Linked DNA regions of Mus musculus: regions 2 and 3 are each linked to region 1. A link is a contact called in public HiChIP or PLAC-seq and promoter capture Hi-C data. All regions are on one chromosome and are shown on one strand. Each heading gives the region's core, a stretch centred on a gene start, on an enhancer-like site or on the middle of the called end of the contact. The rest is flanking DNA. Distances are from core to core; before and after follow the strand shown.

Evidence for each region. Promoter capture Hi-C pulls out the DNA fragments that hold promoters and counts their contacts. HiChIP or PLAC-seq counts read pairs in DNA pulled down with a chosen protein or histone mark.
Region 2: an H3K4me3 HiChIP or PLAC-seq map of the 230-238 cell line shows a contact between it and region 1, with 20 read pairs. The contact joins the enhancer-like site here to the promoter of Enpep in region 1. A contact is called at or near these places in 7 of 39 promoter capture datasets (the C10 cell line, the SN4741 cell line, liver and 3 more), 2 of 115 datasets of contacts at active chromatin or transcription factors (the 230-238 cell line and embryonic stem cells) and 1 of 9 other capture datasets (adipose tissue).
Region 3: a contact with region 1 is called in a promoter capture Hi-C map of liver, with 2.6 times the contacts expected there. The contact joins the enhancer-like site here to the promoter of Enpep in region 1. A contact is called at or near these places in 9 of 39 promoter capture datasets (the 3T3-L1 cell line, the C10 cell line, HPC-7-derived erythroid cells and 6 more), 1 of 15 datasets of contacts at CTCF or cohesin (large pre-B cells), 1 of 115 datasets of contacts at active chromatin or transcription factors (large pre-B cells) and 2 of 9 other capture datasets (adipose tissue and liver).

The regions. Positions count from the first base shown.
Region 1 is chr3:129,331,003-129,334,600 of GRCm38.p6, reverse strand. It overlaps Enpep (glutamyl aminopeptidase), which reads left to right and starts at 1,852. Exons shown (of 20, transcript NM_007934.3): 1 at 1,852-2,739. The coding sequence starts at 2,120.
Region 2 is chr3:129,551,998-129,555,595 of GRCm38.p6, reverse strand. The region is part of intron 2 of Elovl6 (ELOVL family member 6, elongation of long chain fatty acids (yeast)); the gene reads right to left. Among named protein-coding and RNA genes, the nearest start is that of Gm35986, 21 kb to the right of the region's middle. Within about 2 kb of position 1,840, at least 130 of the 459 cell types and tissues checked have an H3K27ac peak or open chromatin away from gene starts, as enhancers often do. A contact at or near this core is called in the 230-238 cell line, embryonic stem cells and pre-B cells, where this site is marked.
Region 3 is chr3:129,468,563-129,472,160 of GRCm38.p6, reverse strand. No RefSeq gene overlaps it. Among named protein-coding and RNA genes, the nearest start is that of Gm35787, 47 kb to the right of the region's middle. Within about 2 kb of position 1,855, at least 56 of the 459 cell types and tissues checked have an H3K27ac peak or open chromatin away from gene starts, as enhancers often do. A contact at or near this core is called in liver and pre-B cells, where this site is marked.

The DNA of each region.
Region 1 (3,598 bases), core at 603-3,102:
ATCTTGCCAGGGGCTGGAGACATGGCTCAGCAGTTAGGAGCACTGGCTGCTTTTCCAGAGGACCCTTCATTTTCTGGCACCTACATGGCGGTTACCAACTGTCTGTAACTCAAGTCTCAGGGGATCTGACACCAGCTTCTGGTTCTTTGGGCATCATGCACACACATGGTGCACAGACATGCATGCAGGCAAAGCACTCATATACATAAAAGTAAATTCGAATAGAGAACTCACCAAAAAAAAAAAAAATACCCAGAAGATTAAGACAGGTGTGGGGAGTGAACTGACAGATGAACTAAACTGGGAAGTTATTCTGTAGTGTGTGTTCTCTCTTGGAAGCTCACAGTGTCAGGATTTGAAGACTTTGGAAAGAAAGAAAAAGAGGTCAATAGAGAAGATTCTAATTGTGTGTGTGTGAGTGTGTGGTATGTATGTGTATGTGTGTGCATTTACATGTGTGTGGAGGCAGAGGATGGACAAACTTGGCTGCCATTCCTCAGACAGACAACCATCTTGGCTTTGCTCTTAACTCGCCAAGTGGGCTAGGCTGAGGAGTTGGTGAGCTTCAATGATCCCGTTGCCTACACCTCTCCAACACTGGCATTCCGAGTTTTATACCATTATACTTGGGCTTGTTTGTTTGTTCGTTTGTTTGTTTTTTTTTTTTTAATGTGGGTACTAGTAACCAAACTCAGGCCTTCGTGCCTGCTGCAAGGCACAAACTTACTAAGCCATCTCCCCAGACAGAGATTTTAATGTTATCTTACCTAGACCATGGGAATTGCTCTTTGGAAAATGCTAAGCCTTTAATAATCATTTAATCTTGAATATTCCTTCTCTTTATATAAGAAAATCTGTGCAGTGCAGTAACTACATGGCCCTTCAACTCAGACACCAATTCTGCTACTGCCAGCTGCGTGTCCTTCACCATCTCTATAACAGGCAGCCAAATAGAATCAATTGCATGGGATTGTGGGAAAAAATTTGTATGCTAGTTTCTATAAAGTACCTTATAGAAAATACTATATATAATTCTCAAAACCTCCATAGCTACATTACGTTTGCATTGCCATTGTCAGCAATGGCTAGTGTTTGCAACTTGGCTACTCATAAGAAGTTGTAATCCTCTATGCATACCTTCACTCCCTACCAATGACATCATTGCTAATGGCTCTCTGGTAGGGCCAGCCATTACAGCTGCTATCTGCTCCAAAGCTGACATACTATTCCTAAGTTTGCAGAGCATACTCTCGTTTTGGGACAAACTCTCAGACTTTCCAAAGTTCCCCCTCCCCCCCTCACTCTCCTTCCCCTTTTTCGGCTTTCCTGACCTGGCCAGTTGCTTCGCATTTCCCCTTCTGCCTTCCATCTACCTGCCTTGGACTACCTGGTCCTGTAACTCTGTCACTGACTGACTAAATGATCCTTAAACTTAGAAACTCCTCCAAGTATCGAACTCTAAGATATGATTTCCGCAGAGGGCAGAAATGGAATGTTTACATAATTTGAAGGAAAAGAGGAGGAGAAAAAAAAAAAAAAAACAACAAAAAAATCACGCTTAGCTTCTTTGGCAAGCAACCTAATAAAATAGTGAAATTTAAGAAGCCCTTTGGCTGAGAGAGCCCGGCTGCTCACACAGCAAGAAGAAGCCCTAGATCTGATGGCAAAGGTTGCGTTTTCTATCGTAAGCACACCTCTTTGCCAAGTGATTTCTCTGAAGCTGACAGAGGTTTGGCAACATCTCCACCTCTCCCAACCCCCACCCCTTTGCTGTATTGGCCGATAAGCTCAAGCCCTGTTTTATATTTAACTCGCTCCAGTTCAGAAGGGGCAGGCCTGGGGAGACGCTGTTTATATAGCGCTGAGCCAACATTCTCATCAGTCCTCCTCCTTCAAGTCAGCTTCTCTTCTGCGTCTCCATCCTACTCCTTGGTCTCCGCATTCATCCTGGAGTGGCCGGTGGGGACGAGCAGGACCGGGAAGAGGGAGAGGTGTGGGAAAGCGAAGCCAAGCTGCCAGGGATCGGACGCCTTCCAATTGAAAAGGGAAGTCAGCTGACAAGGAAAGTTAGTTAAATTTAACATCCTTTCATGTGTAACATCTGACTTCGGGGGAGAAAATGAACTTTGCAGAGGAAGAGCCCTCCAAGAAATACTGCATTAAAGGCAAACACGTGGCCATCATCTGTGGAGTAGTGGTGGCAGTTGGATTAATAGTGGGACTTTCTGTGGGTTTGACCAGGTCGTGTGAGCAGGACACAACCCCAGCTCCTTCCCAACCTCCTCCGGAAGCCAGCACTGCCCTCCCTCCTCAGGACCAGAATGTCTGCCCTGACAGTGAAGATGAAAGCGGAGAATGGAAAAACTTCAGGCTGCCTGACTTCATCAATCCAGTTCACTACGACCTGGAGGTGAAGGCCCTGATGGAGGAAGACAGGTACACGGGAATAGTGACCATCTCTGTCAACTTGAGCAAACCCACTCGTGACCTATGGCTCCACATCAGGGAGACCAAGATCACCAAGCTGCCGGAGCTAAGGAGGCCCTCTGGGGAGCAGGTACCAATTCGACGGTGCTTCGAGTATAAGAAGCAGGAGTACGTGGTGATCCAGGCTGCAGAAGACCTTGCGGCCACCAGTGGGGACAGTGTCTATCGGCTGACCATGGAGTTTAAAGGCTGGCTGAACGGTTCCCTTGTGGGTTTTTACAAAACCACCTACATGGAGGACGGGCAAATCAGGTATGTGCTGTGTGGTGCTGTGTGTGTTACTGTGTGTAGTGCAGAGCTGTGTTATGCTGTGTGTGGTGGGACGAGGTGTGATACAGTGTGGTGCTGTGCTGTGTTGTGTTGTGTTGTGTTGTGTTGTGTTGTGTTGTTTTGTTCTGTGTGCGGTGCGGTGCGGTGCTGAGCTGTATGTGCTACTATGTGCAGTGTGGTGCTGTGTTATGCTGTGTGTGGTGGGACGAGGTGTGATGCAGTGTGGTGCTGTGCTGTGTTGTTCTGTGTGCGGTGCAATACAGTGCTGTGTGGTGCTTCCTCTGAACCCAGTTTCTGCAGTGTTTATTTTTGCCTTTTCTCTTTGCTTCCCATCTCTTGTGTTTTGTGGGTCTGATCCCTATCTGCCCTTGCTTTCAATTCTGCTTGTTCATCTGAGAAGTAAGATGTTTTGCCTTCTTGTAATTTGAAAATGTATCACCAACTCGAAGTTGTAAATACAATGCCAGTTGTAGAGAATTCAGTAATAGTGAATAATTGTAAATACAATGCCAGTTGTAGAGAATTTATTAATGACACCGGGATAAATCGCAACTGCATCTGACTCTACACATCCACACAAAGTGCCTCAGAGGTTTATGAATATAAGTATTTGATAAATTTCACTACTGGTGTTTTGGGGCTATATCACAGTGATTTCACAAGGGATGACAATTTCATTTGCAATGACAATTACATTAAGTGTCAATTGTTATTTCGTGCAGTTTACTGGAGAAGAATCGTAACGAAAATTACAAAAGATATGACGGGTCCTTAGGTGTTCATCTAAGAAGAAAAGCCTGGCTGTGTTTTCTCTTCTTCTGTGATCAGAACTATGTTTCTA
Region 2 (3,598 bases), core at 591-3,090, 220 kb before region 1:
GCTGTGGGCCCACCCTCTGTCCCACAAAACTTAAACTTAGGATAGTACTTCCCACCAGAGTAGTCAAACCTCATTGCTAAAAATTCACCTCGAGAAGATCAGACTTAAAATGTCATCGCTCTGGGTGGGTATAACCAAGCTACACTGGATACATGCACGAAGTTGTCCAAGAATAGTAAAAGATATTCTTTTAAAAACTCAGCACTTAGCCGGACAGTGGTGGCGCATGCCCTGTAATCCCAGCACTTGGGAGGCAGAGGCAGGCGGATTTCTGAGTTTGAGGCCAGCCTGGTCTACAAAGTGAGTTCCAGGACAGCCAGGGCTACACAGAGAAACCTTGTCTCAAAAAACCAAAACCAACCAAACAAACAAACAAAAAACTTAGCAGTTTTGCATGTGTGTGCATGTGCACACTGCAGTCAGGCTCAAGACTGGGACCATCTCCAACCAGATGGCACATGCTCACTGGGGTCAAGCAAGATGGTGACTGGCCTCCTTTGACTTCTGTACTACCTTAAAGTAAGTACCTTTTCCTCGGTTTTGCTGGTCACAATATTTTCACTTACAATGGCCCCTAAAACTAAAATGCTGTAAAATGTATAATCCTCTTAAGCACAAAGATGAGACACATTTTGTAAAGAAACACATTAAATGAGCTGCTTTGTCAAGTGAGCTGGTGGCAGTGAACAGATGATATATATACAAGTTGTCTTTAACCGAAGCACACATAAAATAAGGTTACACATTGACCAGTCAGTCAAGTGTTTGACTAGAGACTCTCAGAAACCTACCTCTGTATCTCCCCTGGGAGCAATGGCTCAGGACTCCCCATGTACTGAGCAAACATACAGGTTTGAGAAGAAAGAGCAAGGTCCACCTGCATACCTGTGCACTGAAATATTCCCTCTGACCTACTTCTCCACCTACACACAACAGACAGGGTGGGACTTAAGAGAGGCCTCAACAAGCCTGAGACAGGCATTAAATGGAAGCAAGGCCATGTGATGGCTGCAGACCAGTTTTCTGGGAGTGTGAGTAGCAGGGCAGCAACATCCGCCTCGACTCCTGGCCCTGACAACTCCCAGCGTTGGCACTGATGGGTACCACCTACGGCTAACTAACACCCACTGTTAGCCAATCCTAGGACATTCAGTCTACATACGCTGAAAGACTGTAACAGGAAACTTAATTCGACCTGAGGACGAGACTAATTCCTGATCTGATCTCAGAATATATTAAACAGTCTAAGTCAGCCATCGCCGGCTGCATTCTGCCCAAACAACTCCTGAACTATAAAAAAGAAAACAAAAGCTTTCTTAACTGGCTGGCCCTGATGCTCGGGAGACGTTAGGAGTGCTGGCACAGGCTAGGAGCCCCTGCATATCAGGAGGTTAAAGTAGGAAGACACAAGATTGAGACCAGCCTGGGTTACACGATGAAACTGTATCAAATGTGAAACAAGGAACTAAAGCTTGCAATATAATTTTTAAAAAGTCTTAAAGGGGGTGCAACGCCATTCCGATATTTTAAATCCGTACTTCCATAATAACGAGTTCTACATTTAATCACGATTCAAATAATGGAAGTTTCACTGATTTTGCAGTCTTTCTGAGTTAGACTTGGCGAGTTTCCTGTCGCCCCTAGCTTTCCTGGTGGACTAAACCCTCAAACCAACAGAGCCTCGCCACACGTCTGTTTTCCTGTCAGTTCAGACACAGATGGGAAATTACAGGTACAGGATAAATGTGCACCCAAGATGTTTCTACATACTGTACCACCAATGTCACCAAACTAGCATTTAAACCCATGCCGAAAATGTGACACGAGACAATGCTGTCCCTGAGTACAAGCAACTGCTAAGACATCGTGATACGTTCCTTTCTTGATAAGATTGTCAGTGGACCACTTGATATACAAATAAAAATTCTACATGGAATTCCTGCTTGTATTATAAACAAAATTTATTTAAAAACAACAACAACAAAAAGAAAAGAAAAGGGGAGGGGAGGGGAGGGGAGAGGAAAGAGAAGAGAAGAGAAGAGAAGAGAAGAGAAGAGAAGAGAAGAGAAGAGAAGAAAGGGGCTGAGGGGTGGCTCAGTCAGTAACGTGTTTACCAGGCAGACATGAAGATCTGGGTTTGAGCCTCAAAAACCACACAGGAAAAGGGCAGGCTCGTGCTTGGCTCCCCGGGACTTGGGGGCCAATCAAGCCAGCCATATCAGCACGTTCCGGGTTAGTGAAAAAACCATAAGGCGGGGACTACGGAGATGGTGCAGCAGCTAGGAGAGCCTGCTGCTCCTCCAGAGGACCAAGACAGGGTAGCTCACAACAGCCTTTGACTCTAGCTTCAGAGGATCTGACTTCTTCTGGCCTTGGTGGACACTTGCACATACGTGTCATACGTTTACACAGACACACATAAAGATAAATAAAAACAATAAGAATAAAGCTAAAAAAAACAAAACAAACCCCAAACCCAAAAATTGAACATTTCCTAAGAAATGACACCTATGGCTTATCCGTGCCCAAAGGCTTTAAACCCTTTCAAGCACAAACCAAGGGAATTCAGCGCTGTAGCTCAGTGGTTGAGAGCTTGCCTAGCACGACTGAAGATCCTGGGTTCTATACTCAGTACAGAGGGAGGGAGGGAGGGAGGGAAACATCCCAGGATATGAAATTGTTTTGTCCTCCCTGTGAGCCAAGGTGAACGTTCTGACTTTCCACAGTTGCAATAGGAAGCCTATGAGGATGTGAAACAACTGGGTAAATTTTTAAATATTTAAACATTTTTTTAAAAAAAATCAATGTTAACATACTTACAGCTTATATCCATGTAGCACTACTGAATGCTTTACTTACATAAACTCAGACACCAGCACAGCAACCCTACTGGCAAGTTTTCTCATGTGGAAAAGTCAGTTTGCATCCAAAGAGGGTACTCCTGCCCACATATCCTGCTTCCTGCCCCCTCGCCAGCTTCCTGCCCGGCTCCAGCTGTGAAACCACCTTTACCTCGTGAAAGCCACTTCTGCACAGTGCTCTGATTCCTCTCTTCACAGACCCTGCCACACTGCCTGTCTCTGGTGCTGAGACCTGAGTCCCTCACGGTCCCTCCCGGCTGCTGGGCCTGTCCGTCCAAGGCATGAAGAGGGCTAATCATTCCATTCCTCCAACAGTCCATGTCAGCCCTTGGAGCCCTCCATCTCAGATGTTACAGTAATCATTTGTTTGCACTTGGATTTTTTAAAGGGATGGGCTTGATTTCTCCGCAGGTGATTCAAGCCAGATTAGACAATATTTAAGGCAAATTTATTGGGAAGCTGCTCTTGGGAGAGGTCACTGGCCCCAAGGATTGAGGTCAAGGGAGTCTCCGGAGGGCAGGGGGTGGCTGAATAGGGAGAGAGGAGGGAGGGAGAGCCCAAAATGTCTGCATTATATAGGGAGGAGCCTCTGGGGGAAGGGCAGCCCAGCCCCTGGGCTAGAAAGTTCAAGGTTGGGGGTGGGTCAAGCCAGATAGGGACTGATGGAAGTGAACCTGGAGGTCAGGTCTGCTTTGATATGTAAAATACGCACTCCAGCCCCGGATCTAGAAGTTGAA
Region 3 (3,598 bases), core at 606-3,105, 140 kb before region 1:
CATGGTCATCTTTTCAACCTCGGCTGCTGGAAGTCAGATTGCAAAACAACTTCTCTTCATGGATTAGATGAGGATGAAAACGGCGAGAGACAGGAAACCTTCGAAGACAGGCTAATCCCAATGAAACAGAAATTAAAATGGCCACAAGGACCCGGGGCTCATCGCTCTGAGAGGCTCAGCGCCTGAGGAGTGGGCCGGCACATGTAAATGGCATGAAAGGCAGGCACCCATTTTGCGTTGTGCTTGCTTGTTCGGGAACTTTTGTTTTTAATCATCAACGTTGGCATTTCATGTTTGAAAAATCTTCATTTGAAACACTAAACTCTGCTAGTGAGGTTGCTCAGTGGGTAAAGGCACCTGCCACCAAGCTTGGTGACATGAATTTGATTCCTGGGACCCACGTGAGAGAAAGAGAGAATGGACTCCTGAAGGTTGGATTCTTATTCTATGATGACATAAACTAAATGGTAAAAAACAAAAAACAAACAAACAAAAAAAACCAACAACTTCTCAGCAGCTATGAAAACACATAAAATCTATTCAGGTATGGACTAGACCAGGCTTAGGGGTTTGTGATATGGGTAGAGGCAAGTTTACAAGTCCAGAAATCCAGGAAGCTAATGTACTGAAGTTACCCCTCACCTCATTGAACGGGAGTTGAGCAAACTCTTGCAGGTCAGTGGCAGGTCAACATTGTACTAGGGGTTCATACCTGGGGGTGGGGGAGAAGATATGGTATAATGTCAAAAAATGACAGAATGAGAGAGAGAGACAGAGAGAGAGAGAGAGACAGAGAGAGAGAGAGACAGAGAGAAAGAAGAGGGAGAGGAGATGCAGGAGGTGAAAGACAGAGAGAGAGAGAGGGAAGAGATAGAGAGACGAGGCAGGGCTTGGGGGAAAGAAAGAGAGTTAGATGCCTTGGCTTTAGTCCCAAGCTTGATAGTTTTATCTCAACAATATTGTCTTCCTAATTTTTCTTATATGTAAATTGAAAAACGGGATTATGTCTGTTGTTAGTGTGTGTGTGCATGCATGTGTGTGTGTTTGTGTGCATGTGTGTGTGTGTGTGTGTAAGACAGGATATACCTGGACAGTGAATCTCACTGGCCTCCTTCACAGACATGAATACTTATCTTCCCTTTGCTTTCTCCCGGGAATTTGGGAGATTGCTTCTCTCAGACCTGGAACAGGCAATGTTCCTTCCACTGTTCTTAGGTTTAGGAGTTTATACTAGGCCCCTTTCCCCGTTATCTGCTAACAGTAAAAGATTATAATTCACTTGAAGTTGGGGGTGCATGGTCTCTTTATATTACCGCAAATCTCATTTAAAAATGTTGATCTCTTTACGCTCTTAGACAATTCTTTCTGTATCTAAGTGAGGCCAGTGTATTTGAAGAAGGGGCAAATTTTGCATAATGAGCCCTTTCTAGGAAGCTCTGGTTTTTTCTAAAGATTTTTTTTAAAGATTTATTTATTTATTATATGTAAGTACACTGTAACAGTCTTCAGACACACCAGAAGAGGGCATCTGATCCCATTACAGATGGTTGTGAGCCACCATGTGGTTGCTGGGATTTGAACTCAGGACCTCTAGAAGAGCATTTAGTGCTCTTAATCTCTGAGCTATCTCCCAGCCCTTTTTTCTAAAGATTTCGTACATGGAGCTGGAGAGTTGTCTCGCTGGATAAGAGTGTGTGGTGTGAAAGCCAGACAACCTAGGCTCAAGTCCCCAGCATCTGTGTAGAAGGCTGGGTGTGGGTGCACATGCCTCTCACCTCTCAAGGCAGTACTGTTCAGAGGACCGAGTTACCCAGAGCCAGGCTGACTCCATGATACGCTGCAAACTGGCAGTTTGAGAGACTAGGCCTGGGTTTCTGTTTCCAAGAAATGAGAACCTGGATCCAGGAAGCTGTGGTCAGCCACAGCTGCATGCAGCCAAACCGAGGACATCTTGTCATCCGGTCTGAAGTAAGAATAGGTAGATAGAATGAATAAATGACAGCCCCTACCCCCCCCCCCCCAGCCAGGGAGGTCTCTAGAGCCCTAACCAATTGTAGAATCAGTCAGATCCCTATGCAGCTAACTCATCAAAATAAAAGGGCACACACCTGTCCCTGGAATTCTCCTAACTGACAATAAAAGCTGAGCTTGTATGCTCACTAGGGGTCTCCATTTCCAAATGGGGAGACCCCTGCATGCAGGAAATTCAGCTGAATAAAAGCTCTTGGCTTTTGCATACTGTTTAGGTCTGGGGTATCACTCTTCTGCAATTATTGAACCCTAACACTGTGGAGCAGAGACAGATTCTAGGACTTGCTGCTGAGTCTCCGGTTCAATGAGAGACGTGTCTCTGCAGTGCAGTTAGAGGAAGATGCCTGGTGTCAGCCTCTGGCCTTGACAGGTAGCATCCTGAGTCTATATACCTGCACACATGTGCACACAACAGACACACATAAAATAAATATTTCCACATGAAAAAATTTCCAATGATTTGTAAACAATACTGTATGCAAACACTAAAATTGGTATGAAAATCTGTGACCCACCCCCATGGCCCCCAATTGAGGTTCCCAATGTTCTAGGCTGTGATGGTATTATTTTATGTTTTGACAATACTTAAATGAAAAGATGCAACAGTGGGTAGGATAGCTGACCAAGCCAGCTCAGTCGGTCAACAGGTTCTCCAGAGCAGGAGTGAGGATTAAAAAGAAAAAAGACAATTAGACAACACTGTGGCATGACCCCAGACAGTTCTGAGACTGAGGCAGGTTTATTTCTTTTTCCCAAACTGCTTTTATACCATTTTAATTACATGCAGGTAATAAGATCAGTTCTAGGCTGAGGAACAAGCAAGACAATAAACACAAATAGGCCAGGAACAAGCAAGGCAATAAACAAAGTCCCATGATCACTCTCATGATCACTATTTCTAAGGGCTTATCAGGATGACCAAGGTATCTGAGCCTACTTCCCTGTCCTAGCCCAAAGTCATATTCATGCCTAAAGCCTACTTCTTTGTTCTACCTTAAAAATCAGATTCCTGCCTGACCTTACTTCCCTGTTTTAGCCTAAAATTAGAGTCCTGCCTGAGCTTACTTCCTTGTCATGGCCCAATGTCAGACCCCTGCTAAGTGGCCCCAAAAGCTCTCCACAGATAGCAATATCAGCGCGAGGACCAGAAATGTTCACTATGCTATTTAGAAGATACTTTAAAGATTTACTTATTGAGACAGCCTCTTGCAGCACTGGCTGGCCTGGAACTTAGCTATATAGTCCAAGTTACCTTTGAACTTATGTGCAATTCTCTTGCCTCAGTCTCCCAGGCACTGGGATTTATAGACATGTATTATCATGCCTGGCTCTGAAAGAAAGATGAAATTTTAAGACCTGTAAGTCATATAAAGTACTCAGAAATTGCTGGTTGTTTGTGAGCCTAGAGGCTGCCTGGGGCTGAGAACAAAGAAGAACAAACCCGGGCATGCCCCGTTGTTAAAGCATTCCTGGGAACAGCTTGACCATAAAGATAAAGAGGAATGTGAGGACGTAACAGGGCTATATGAACTGAGTCGACAACCATCTGGCCCAGCACCTCCCTCTG